Linked DNA regions of Mus musculus: region 1 is linked to region 2. Evidence: chromatin contacts called from public Micro-C data. All regions are on one chromosome and are shown on one strand. The core of a region is the stretch at or near the end of the contact, and the rest is flanking DNA. Distances in the headings are between cores, read along the strand shown.

Region 1 (5,867 bases), core at 943-3,442, 98 kb after region 2:
TACACACTAGCCCGATGAAAACCCTTCAAAGGTGAAGAGCAGCACCGAAGATCCAGCTGGGGAAGGTGGGGAGGGGCCGGACAGTTCTCCTCTCCTGATGACATCATACCCTTTGTCATAGAGTAAGGACAATAAAGAGATGAAGGGGACTAGAAAGCAGACATGGTGACACAAACCTGTGTCCAGGTACTCAGGCTAAAGTGAAGGACTGAGCGATTAGTTTCTTTGGGTACAAGCAAGGCCAGGGTGAATGGTGTAGCTGGCAACACTGTCAGCCCAAAGAGAGGCCTGAAAGCCAGGCCTTAGCATCCTGTGGATGGGCAGCCTGAGTGTCCCTCTCAGGTATTGCCAATGTCAAGGCATAGAGCACACTGAAGTGATCCAAAGATGATGCAGTTAAGCATCAAGGAGCCTACCATTAAGCCCTGCCCTTTGGGCTTGGGATGGTGAGGGCACTCCCCTCAGCGGAGGTCCACTGACTTAGGTGTTCTTCCTCTTCTAGATGGCAGACTGTGGAGGACTGCCCCAAGTAGTTCAGGTAAGTAAGGAAGTGTTCATAATAGTTACACAGTTACACACACACAGACACACACACACAGACACACACACACACACAGACACACAGACACACACACACACACACACACTGCTACCTCGCTACCTATGCAGAAATTAATGCCGTCTTTGTTTGTCCCTGTAGCCTGGGAAGCTCACCGAGGCCTTCAAGTACTTTTTGCAGGGAATGGGCTACAGTGAGTAGTATACGTTTTCTATTTATTATAAATGTATAGGTACTAGGGTAAGTTTACATCTAGGAGGCCACAGTTGTGAGGACATGCCCCGTGTGCTTGTCAGCCTTCAGGTAGAGAACAACAGAATACAGAGCGGTCGTCCATCTGTGCATGTGTTTAAGTTAGGCTGACAGCTAAATGTCCTCAGACTAAAACTGATTTTGTTGGTTTCTTTTCTTTTGTTCCTTGAGACTGGGTATCTGTGTAGCCCTAGCTGACCTGGAACTCTGACTCTGTAGACCAGGCTGGCCTCGAACTCAGTGATCCAGCTGCCTCTGCTTCCCAAGTGCTGGGATTAAAGGTATGTGCTACCATACTTGTCTTTAAGAAGTGGCACTGAGCACGCTGAGGCTCAAGAATGTTGAGCATGCCTCCTAGGGCAGCCAGTAAACAGCATAGCCATGGCTGACCCTTCAACGTCTTGACTCCAGGCTCACATCTTAACCACTGAGGCTTTGACTGCCTTAGCCGTGAGTCAGAGCATGCGGTACATCTGAACCCAGCAGATGTACTTCGTGCCCACAGAAACAAAGTAGAAACTCCAAGAAGAAAGAAGAGTGTCATTAGTAAAATCTGTTCTGCCAAGAGATGAGCTGGCAGTGTATGTCCACACATGTGTGTATGTCATGTGCTGCCGTGTTGGGTTCTAACCTCTCAGACCCCTGAGCTTTCTCATTTGTCACAGAAATTTATACTTCTCAAGGGTTTTAACCCCAGTACAGAACTCTACCTAGCAGACAGTATTTCCATCTTTGTCCATTGGATGGTGACCATTGAGAGCTGCCTCAGAAGTTGGGCCCTGGGTTCAGAACTGTAGTTGACAGGAAGATCATGTGTGTCTTGTCTAGAGTGGCTATGTTGTCCCCGTCTGTGAGCTGCTACCAACCGAGCCCACACACAGCCCTCTGGCTCATCAGGAGGAAGAGTCCCCTCCTTGCCTGTTCTCATCCTTTCCCAAAAATACTGACGATGCAGCTGGGTCCTAGTCCAGGGTAGGGTGACTGTATAGGATGAGGGTGGAATAGGTTCCCTGGTCTGTTGAGAGTCGTGGCATTAAAGTGCTTACATCAGACTCTTCTCTGGGACCTTGACAGAAACGTTCATTCCTGGCCAAATATCCTGTTAGCATCATCTAGGCAGCCAAGGTTGTCACTTAGTCCTTGTGGGTCACTAACCTGCCTTTTCCTGTGTCCATCCTGCTTCCAGTCCCGTATGTGCAGCTCAGTCACCTCAGCAGCGAGTCAGGTACCTTCTTGTGCTGGCCCTGCCCGCCTCCCAACTCTGCTCTTCCTGCTGCATTGGCTGCCTGCCGCATGTCCGCGGTTTCCCTGTACAGTGAGAGCCCGATAGAACAGGGCTCAGTGTGTTCTGAGTTAACCCGACAGAGCAGGCCTACTCCCTGGAAGAAAAGAGGATTCCATAGAACTGCCCAGGCAGCCTCTCCCCCTCAGCCAGGGTGACAGCCCCAGCAAAAGCTCAGCAGGGAGGGCCCCTCTCTCACTGCCACCACAACCACCTGTTTGCTAATCCTTGACGAGGAAGACTAGCATCTGTGAGCAGATAATGGTATCCTTTGATCCCAGTAACGAACAGACAACAGGGAAATGACTGATGATCTAGAATAATAGATAGTGAGTCATTTCCAGTAAGGCCCTGTGCAGGCCGTGCTAATACTGAAAGGATCTTACGGTCAAAGTAGTAACAGTAGCAAAAAAGGAGTCTAAATTAAACATCCCTAGAGTCCCTCCCCTCTCAGTCCCTGAACCCAACCACCTCTACCTCATCCCTGTGTAGAGATCAGCTCCAAAACACCTTCTCTCCCCTCTCCCCATCCGTGTCTCCCACCCAGAGGGCAACAGTAGCCTGTGGACACGGATGGTAGTCTTGTTGTATCGGGCTTGCACTGTGTTTGTGAAATACCTTCCTACTTGTGTGGTTTGTTGTTCTTTCTTTGGTTTAGTCTTGCATGCACTGCAGGTTTTGGTGACCAGTGTCTGTTCCCAAAGCCACCTCCTAATCACTGTATGAATGGCGTGGGCACAGCTAAGAGGCTCTACTCTGTAGGGTTTCCCATCCCACTCTAAAGGAGACTCTGAGGAGAATACAGATGCAGAGGGTCAAGGCAGCCTTACATACAGTCACTCAGCTGCAGCAGAGAGTGCAGAGTGGGGGGACCTTATGTCACCCTGGGCACCATCTTAGGGGGGCTGGGAAAGGGAACATCTTTGCTGAACCTTGTAGAGTATCTGAGCTCCACCAGGCTCCTCCTCCTGACCTCTTGGTTCTTTGTTACAGTACCATCTGCCAGCATGACCCGGCTCGCCCGATCACGAACCCACTCCACCTCAAGTAGCATTGGCTCTGGAGAAAGTCCCTTTAGCAGGTCTGTGACCAGCAATCAGTCAGATGGAACTCAAGAATCCTGTGAGTCCCCTGATGTCCTGGACAGACACCAGACCATGGAAGTGTCTTGCTAAGCAGATCTCCTCCCCTGGACCATGCAAGTCCCTCTCCTTGAAATGACCACTCCGTAATAGAACATTTCATTCCGTCAGCTGGCCCCCACTTCCTTTCACTCACGCATGGCCACAGCATCTCTCTCTAGTAGCCGAGAGTGTCATTCTCTCCACCCTTTCTGTGTGTACCAGAGCCACACCCATGCCATTACTGTAACATTCCAACATCTCCATCTGACCTGACCTCCATATCTTCTCTTGCCAGCCTTTCCCTATGCTCCCTCAAATATGTATCTGATGAGATTCTTTAATTCCCAACTCCATGTGTGTGCGAGCACGCGTGTCTGTGTCTGTGTGTGCATACTTCTGTGACTTTAGACATGCTTTCTTGTAGTGCTTCTGCAAAGGGACTTTTTTTGAATCCTCAGTGGCATTTTTTTAAGGGAAATATGCAGAGTGGATATCTGGGTGGGTTGGGCCACAAGATTGGATTTTGGTTCCACTTGGACAACAAACAGTATTTGCAGAGTGATTTCAGGAGAGAGCAGGTCTGAGGAATATGCAAAACTGTAGTTACTGTGTGGGCCATTGACTGCCTTGACCAGTAGAAGGGATAACTATTACACAGATAGGCAGGCAGGGTGGCAGTCACCTCCCCTGTCCACGTGGATCCATCCCTGCCATTGTGTGAGTCAGAGGGATAGATCTGAAGCCTGTGAATGATGTCTGGTACACCACAGTGTTTTCTCCAGAGAACTGGCCTAAGCTCTAGATTAGCCAAGAAAGCTGGAAAACAGAGCGCCAGGCTTCACTCTGCAGAGAGAAAGTGCTCTGTCCCTGTAGCGTCTGATTCCACTTACCAGACACCCACGCATCTGCAGGATGTCTGATGCAGAGCGGTTCTCCATCCCTCAGTTCCAGAAAAAATGGAGTGATATTTAAAAATGCCATCGATGGTGGGGATCTTACTGGGGAAGAGGAAGGACCATTAGCACACCATCATGATGTCAGATGACAAAATGGAAGCCAAGACACCTTGAAGGTGACTTTCTAGGAAGGTCTTAAGCATGTAATGTCCCTTTATCAGAGGGAAGGGGACAAACTCAGGGCAGCCCTGTCCAGGTAGAAATATTTTTGCCCCCCTGTCTGATGTTGATGAGGGGTCATACCAGCCAGGGAGACCCTCTGGGAGGAAGCTGCCACACACAAGGACTCTGGAAGTATCCAGATGTGAGCCCAGCCAGGGTCCTATGGTTCCAAATCTGAAGAAAAGGTTTTTCACACACTCCTTGCTTTCTGCTAAGATAAGAAAGGCGTCACTCTGCCAGAGTGTGACTTTTTACAGATTAAATAAAGCTGTATATGTCTCATTGTTACCCGGCTGCTGGTGTTATTTCTCCAAAGCGACTCTCCAAGGCTTGGGTGGGTGGGTTTCTTTCACTGGTTCTAGGCTGTGCCTTTTCTTACCTGTGATTACTTATCCTGTTCAGTGGCTCTTAGAAGAGGGAGGAATGGGCACTTTAGAATAAATAGTGTGTTTGAGATCTTAGAGCCAGTGAAGGGAGACCTGCTGAACTCCCATCTGCATGACATGTCCTGCTCCCTTCAAAACTCCCAAGAAGCTGGGCAGTGCTGTTTGTGAAGAGAAGGAGCCGGAACCCGAGGTAGCTAATCCATTTCTTATGTCCCACCATCTCTGGAATTCCTGGTCCAACTGCCATGTGATAATTTATAAACACTTTCCTGGGTTCCTGTTAAGATACAGGCTATAATTCTCCAGCAGCTGCTATGCCCCGTCCTCTAAGGAAAAGTTTTAGGAAGTCACATCTCGTATGGGGTAGAAAGAATGGTCCACTCTGAGAATGGAGGTGGGCTTTGCTTATCTCAGGAGGGGAGCTGGTGGTTATGACAGGTTTCTAAGGTTCCATAGAAACACAGTCTGCTCGCCCCATCTGATTGCCTCCTGGAGACTTACATTCTTCTATCCAACATGCCCTCATACGCCTGCTGGTCCTACTGGACTCCCCACTTGCCATACAGACTGATGGCCCAGGACCACAGGCTTCTAACCTGACTGAAGAGAGAACTCTGGATCGCCCTCCCAAGGCACTGCCAGCTGCTGCATCTACAGCTGCTCTCTCAGGAGATCCTTAGTGGGAAAAGGAATGGCGCTAGGAACAGATATGAATGGGCCCTTTGGATCAGGTCCAAGCTCTAGAACAAGACAAAAGAGCCGACAAAATCCCAGAAGACAAGACAGCCCTCCCAGCCCTGCACTGTCTCACCTCTGCCTGAGCTGCAGCTTATCCTCCACACGAGGTCATTGCAGTGAAAAGGGGGTTAGAGAGAAGCAGGGCAGCCTGGGTGCTGTGCAGTTTCTGCTGCCTTTCCCCAGCACTCTGCCCATCCTCTCACCGGGACACCACAGACAGCGTCTAAGCACAGAGAATGTTGCTCAGATGTAGGCCAAGTGATCTGATCTCTTGTGCAAATGTGGCCAGCACATGTTTGTCTTCAGCCTCACTGCCACTCCCTGGGCCACATCTTCCCCAGTAGTTACCATGCCTTGGCCAGAACAGGAAGAGAATGTTGCAGAGTCCTGGAGAGATGTCGAGCAAAG
Region 2 (5,722 bases), core at 561-3,060:
CTGCACTGTGGACTCACAGAACGCTTCCACGCCAGCCTGCGCGTCATATCCTGCATGGCTCCTAATAGACCGGACTAGGGTGTTGAGAGGGTGAAGAAAAGACAGACAGACACAAGGATACACAGATAGCTGGGATCAGGCGATCTGGACTCTCTATGGAGCTCTGGAAACTCAGCCTATTTACCATGAAGTTGGTGGTCATTAATGCAGATAACCCGGGTGGTGGGGATTATGGTGTACCACAGTATCAGGGGACAAGCTCAGCAAATCTGAGCAGGAGCGCTCTGTAGGGGAGCTGTCTCCAGGCTGCGAATGTTGGAGGGGGCTGCTGTGGCGGACATCTTCATACACTAATAACATCGCCCACACACAGAGGAAGGCTTTGCCGTTTCCCTCTGAGTCTCACCCTGGTGGGACAAATGGCTTTGCCATGTCTCCCTGGGTCCCACGGTCGCCAGGTATCTGTGACGTGACTGTACCCATTTCAAGAGTACACATAAGCTCAGGACCTGACTCACGAGGGCGTCCTCTGCCCTCACACCTGTACTTGGTAACAGGCTGCACACTCCTGTCTGGGCTCTGCTGGCTGCCACCCTCATTTGTTTTCTTCTTTCTTCCTAAGGACTCCCAGCCCCTGCTACCTGGCTCTAATGTGTTCCTCATACTCAAATTGGGTCTCCCCTCACAGCCACCCAGCCTGACTAACAGCGCTCTCACCAGCATCCCCAGGGGGCTGGCATCTGCTGTGTGCCTGGGGGCAAGTTGTTTCCCCACTCTGATCTGACAAATAGGAAGGTAGAAATGCTGTCTCTGCTTCTCTGGACTGGGCCCCTGGCCGCCTCCAGCACATCTTGGCTTCCGGGTGCCTTCCTTGCCATCTGTGGCCATGGGAGACAGGCATGCTGAAGGTCTCTGCTGGCCAGATGGCCAAGCAGGCCCAGAGGAGTTAGGTTTCTCTCCTAGGTATTAAGTAGCAGGCTTGCTCTTGCCCCCCAGGCTTCTGACCTTCTTGTTCCCATGGGTGCATTTCCACCCTCGCCTGGTGTGTGGAGACTCCTTGAGTTTCCCTGAGCCCTGCGCTCTTCCTCACCCTGTGGGTATCCATCTTCTTCCAGCGTTCCCCGCTGCCCCTCACTGCTCCCCAGGCCCAGCCGTCCCAGGAGCTCTGGCTCTCGGACCAGCCTCATAAGGATCAGCGTTCTAGATCCATGGGCAGTGAGTCTTGAGGCTGTATGTTTCTTTCCTGCCTCCCCATGATGAGGTCGAGGCTGAGAAAAATATGCTGGACCATTCCTGCGCCAGCGTATTATGTGACTGTGTGTACATCTCCCTGTGCAGGGCCTCTGGGACAAGGTGAGGCCCAGCTTTCAAGGGGTAGCAGTGGGGAATAAAGAATGTCTTCCACCCGTGGAAGCTGGTGCTCCTGGTAAGAACTGATAAATGTTTGGTTATCAGTAGCCGGGGCTCTCCCTTTTGTAGCAGGATGTGGAATGCTTATCTAGCCCCTTGGAGCCACGGTGAGGGACAGGAAGTGGTGCTTTGCTTACAGAGGCTTAGGAAGAGAACATTGGGTTCGGGGTCAGTCTTGTATGTAGAAAGGGGTCCATAGCACAGAGAGTCCCTGAAGACCTCCCCAGTATGGGTTTGGAGCCAGTGTCCCCTGCCACTATCCAGCTAGCTGGTGCTTCTTCCTGCAGATGGAGCTGAAGGCTGGGAAGGGTGCCAGTGAGAGGCCCGGGCCTGACTGGAAGGCTGCACTGCAGAGAGAGCGGGAGGAGCAGCAACACCTCCTGGCAGAGTCCTACAGCGCCGTCATGGAGCTGACGAGGCAGCTGCAGCTGAGCGAGCGCCACTGGAGCCAGGAGAAGCTGCAGCTGGTGGAGCGGCTGCAGGGAGAAAAGCAGCAGGTGGAGCAGCAGGTGAAGGAGCTGCAGAACCGCCTCAGTCAGGTGAGGAGGCTCTGGTGCAGTGATAGCTGGAGCCCAGGGCACAGGGGAAGCCGCCAGAGTCGGGCCCTTCCCTTCCCAGCACACCACATGGCAGCCTCGGTGATCGCATCTTACATCTTAGCAGTTGCAATAAGGAAGTGATCTTGTCTCACGAGTTCTCACTGAGCAGGTGTCGATCTTGTGCCCATTGGTGGGGCCTGTCGAGACCCAGGACCCAAAAGGGAAGAGCCAAGAGTGGTTTCCATAGGAAAGCGAGAGTCCTCAGACCAGAATGGGAAACCAAGACCTAAGTATTACAAAATCCTTATTCCGTCCGGCTCCCTCCCTTTGCTCTGCAGGTATACATCTGTGGAGAGATCTCTGTCTGGTTTGGTTTTCACTAATTGAGTCATTGTCTTCCGAGGAGAGCCTTGCTCGGTTTAACTGCTGTTTGACTCCCACTCATTCCGCGTGGACAGAGTCCAGGCTCCATGTTTGATTTGGAGCAGGTGACGTCACTCAGTTGGTACAGCACTGCCCTAGCACGCATGAAGCCCTGGGCTGGATTCCCAGCACCACAGGAACAATGTGTGGCAGCTCATGGCTGTCAGTTTTTGGTAGGTAAAGGCAGAAAGGTTAGAGGTTCAAGGTCATCACCCTCAGCTACTTAGTGAGTTTGAAGCCAGCCTGGTTTACATGAAACCTTGTCTCAAAAAACCAAACCAAACAAACACACCAGCAGAAAGCAGCCCTCTACTGTCCTGTGCACAGGTGTATATGTGAACAGTATTTACAATGCTGTAGTCACAGGCTCTCACATGGATAGAGAGTGAGAGAAAGAGAACTTCAGGGGGCTTTCCCCACTGTTCTCGTGTCTGTCTGTCTGTCTGTGTGCAGTGCGCAGACTCGCTTTGCTTCTTTCTTGCCAGTTCTTATGACTCTCCAGTCTTTGGACTCACCTAATCCCCCTGAGAGCCACCATCTTTGTCTTGTCAGCCCGCCATTTTAAACCCTCTCAGTCCTGTAAGGCCACTTCCCAGAAGAGAAGAACGAGCCAAAATGTCCTGTTAATGACAGGACAGAAACATGCCAGCTCCTCACATCTGTTGGATTTTTTTTTTTTAAAGATTTACTTGTTTTTATGTAGATGCGTGTTTTGCTTGCTTACTTACATGTACACACACCATATTCCTGTTCATATTCTCTGGCTAGTGTCAGATTTCTCAGTTATAGATGGTTGTGAGCTGCCGTGTGGGTCCTGGGAACTGAGCCTGAGTCCTCTGGAAACAAGTGCTTTTAACTGCTGAGCCATCTCTGTAGCCCTAACATCTGATAGATTCTTTTTTTTTTTTTTTTGGTTTTTTTTTTTTTGAGACAAGGTTTCTCTGTGTAGCTCTAAGTGTCCTGGAATTTGCTGTGTGTAGACCGGGCTGACTTCAAACTCACAGAGATCCTCCTGCCTCTGCCTCCCAAATGCTGGGATTGTAGGCATGCACCACCACTGCCCAACTTTTAATATCATTTTTTAATGATTTGGAAATCATTAACCAAATCAATGCCCTGCTGAATGAGGTGTGAGCACACCGCTGGGACCTGCCAGCTCGTGGGTGCTCGCTCTTGTGCTTAATTTCCCAGCAGCGCCCACCTATGGAATTTGCTGACTTCCTAGCTCGGCTCCTGCAACCTTTTGATGCTGATTTGTTTCCCTGCATTCAAGCCCAAGCTGCATCCTGTATTTCTTATTTTCTTCCTCCTTTTTCCCTTCCCCCTGTCCTTTCTTTCTTTGTTTGTTTGTTTTGAGACTACATATCTCAATATTTGGCCCAGACTAGCCTGGCATGCTCAGTTCTCCTGAGCTAGGATGACAGAGGTCAGCCCCAACATCTGTATAAGCTGTGCTCTAGATGAAACCAGCTTGGTCAAGCAACCAGCAGAGCAACAGATAGGAAGAGTATCTTTAGTCAGTGTTCTTCCCCACGAAGAGTCACCTTGACCATCGCAGCTCTTAAAAGGAAACATTTAATCGGGGCTGGTTGGCTGTTCCAGAGGTTTCCTCCCTTTTCGTCATGTTGAGCAGCTTGGTGGCCTGCAGGCAGACTTGGTGCTGGTGAGGTGGCTGAGAGTTCTACATCCAGATCCAAAGGCAGCACGAAGAGAGAGTGACAATGGGCCTGGCTTGAGCATTTGAAAGTTCAAATGCCCCGCCCCCCAGTGACACACTTCCTCCAATGAGGCCACGCCTCCTAATAGTGCCACTCCCTATAAGCCTATGGGTCTCATTTTTTTTTTTTTAAATATTTGTCTTTCTTTTTTTTTTTTTAATTTATTATATGTAAGTATAAGTACACTGTAGCTGTCTTCAGACACTCCAGAAGAGGGCATCAGATTTCATTATGGATGGTTGTGAGCTACCATGTGGTTGCTGGGATTTGAACTCGGGACTTTTGGAAGAGCAGTCCGTGCTCTTAACCACTGAGCCATCTCGCCAGCCCCTATGGGTCTCATTTTTATTCAAACTACCACAAAGGGGCTCCTAGCGCTAATCAAATCCCCTCTGATCTCTGGGCTTCCTCTACACAAGGAGGATGGCTGTTCAATCTTCTTATCTCTCAGGACAGCCAAGGGAATAAAAGAGCTAGCCACAAGAATGGTGCGTTGCTCCTAGGTCCCCCCCCTCCCCCCACTGGGCCTTGGCTTACATCTTCATCTGTGATTGCTGTTCATTCATGCTGAGATGACTTTTGTTGCTGCCCTCCCACCCCCATTCTGTTTGTCTTACATTGGGTTCCAAGTAAGCAGAGCTTGAGATGGGGGTTCAGGTGCAAACAGGTAGCCAGCCTGTCCTGGTGTTGCTTAGGACTTCATTGCACCTCTGGGAAATGGAAGGCAAAGCCTACTTGCTTTTTCAGAACTGAAAGGGTTTGGGGTGGGGGGAGCCTTACTAACACTGGGGAAGCTGGGGGGGCGGGGGGTGGGGAACTAGGGCGAGTCGTCCCCTGTGGGAGCGAAGTGGTGATGCGGCGCCCGTCATCTCAGCTGCTGTCTGAACTGCTCCACATCTGGGCCCTCCTTCTGTTGACTTTATCCTCTCACCTGCTACTTGGAAATAATCTCAGTTGTACTGGCTCCTATGTCTGCTATGAGGACTAATTGAGCTGATGAGCACATGCAAATGGGCCCCCTGGAATTGTGGTACTCCAGGGAACACCTCAGGACTCAGCAGGTTCGCAGCATGGTCCCCGAGTGAAATAGCTACTGCTTGTCTGCCGCCCTAGCTGTTCTGTGAACTGCCGTGCAGAGTAATGTAGCAACAGCTCCTGTTAACTCTATCAGCCAGGTCAGCAAGATGCCTGCCAGTAGCTGTTTGTATTACTGGTTTCCAAATCCACCTTGTGCGGGGCTCAGAGGTACTATCTATTGAGAAGCCAATGCCGGACATATGTTGTGGGTGGGTCATGTGGCTTATAGAATTGAGACTGGGGAGTGGCCCTGCTCAGAGTAACCCTGCCCGCCAGCATACACACTTTTCTCTTTCTCAGTTGCAGAAGGCTGCCGAGCCCTGGGTCCTGAAGCACTCAGACATGGAGAAGCAAGACAACAGCTGGAAAGAGGTGAGAGCATCCCTGCTACCCACATCCTATTGGCCCGGACTGTACCAGAAAATTCCTTGCTTGTGAGAAATGTAACAGAGGGATGCTAACTCTGTCCCAGAAGCCACACCCTCACTACACCCTGGGCTCCCGAGCCCCAGAGTCACTACCCCATGACTGCTGTCCATGAATGTGGACTTGGGA

The links. Hi-C and Micro-C count contacts between places; a contact is called where the count stands out from the background.
Region 1: a Micro-C map of the G1E-ER4 cell line shows a contact between it and region 2, with 2.3 times the contacts expected there. The contact joins two enhancer-like sites. A contact is called at or near these places in 1 of 39 promoter capture datasets (the C10 cell line), 6 of 484 Hi-C or Micro-C datasets (the AML12 cell line, the C2C12 cell line, the G1E-ER4 cell line and 2 more), 5 of 115 datasets of contacts at active chromatin or transcription factors (double positive thymocytes, embryonic stem cells and oligodendrocyte precursor cells) and 4 of 9 other capture datasets (adipose tissue, embryonic stem cells, liver and 1 more).

What each region holds. Positions count from the first base shown.
Region 1 is chr2:156,926,101-156,931,967 of GRCm38.p6, reverse strand. It overlaps Ndrg3 (N-myc downstream regulated gene 3), which reads left to right. Exons shown (of 16, transcript NM_013865.2): 14 at 503-538; 15 at 701-752; 16 at 3,087-4,626. The coding sequence ends at 3,268. Among named protein-coding and RNA genes, the nearest start is that of Sla2, 42 kb to the right of the region's middle. Within about 2 kb of position 2,192, at least 25 of the 459 cell types and tissues checked have an H3K27ac peak or open chromatin away from gene starts, as enhancers often do. A contact at or near this core is called in the G1E-ER4 cell line, where this site is marked.
Region 2 is chr2:157,023,614-157,029,335 of GRCm38.p6, reverse strand. It overlaps Soga1 (suppressor of glucose, autophagy associated 1), which reads left to right. Exons shown (of 15, transcript NM_001164663.1): 11 at 1,698-1,949; 12 at 5,468-5,539. Among named protein-coding and RNA genes, the nearest start is that of Dsn1, 19 kb to the right of the region's middle. Within about 2 kb of position 1,810, at least 36 of the 459 cell types and tissues checked have an H3K27ac peak or open chromatin away from gene starts, as enhancers often do. A contact at or near this core is called in the G1E-ER4 cell line, where this site is marked.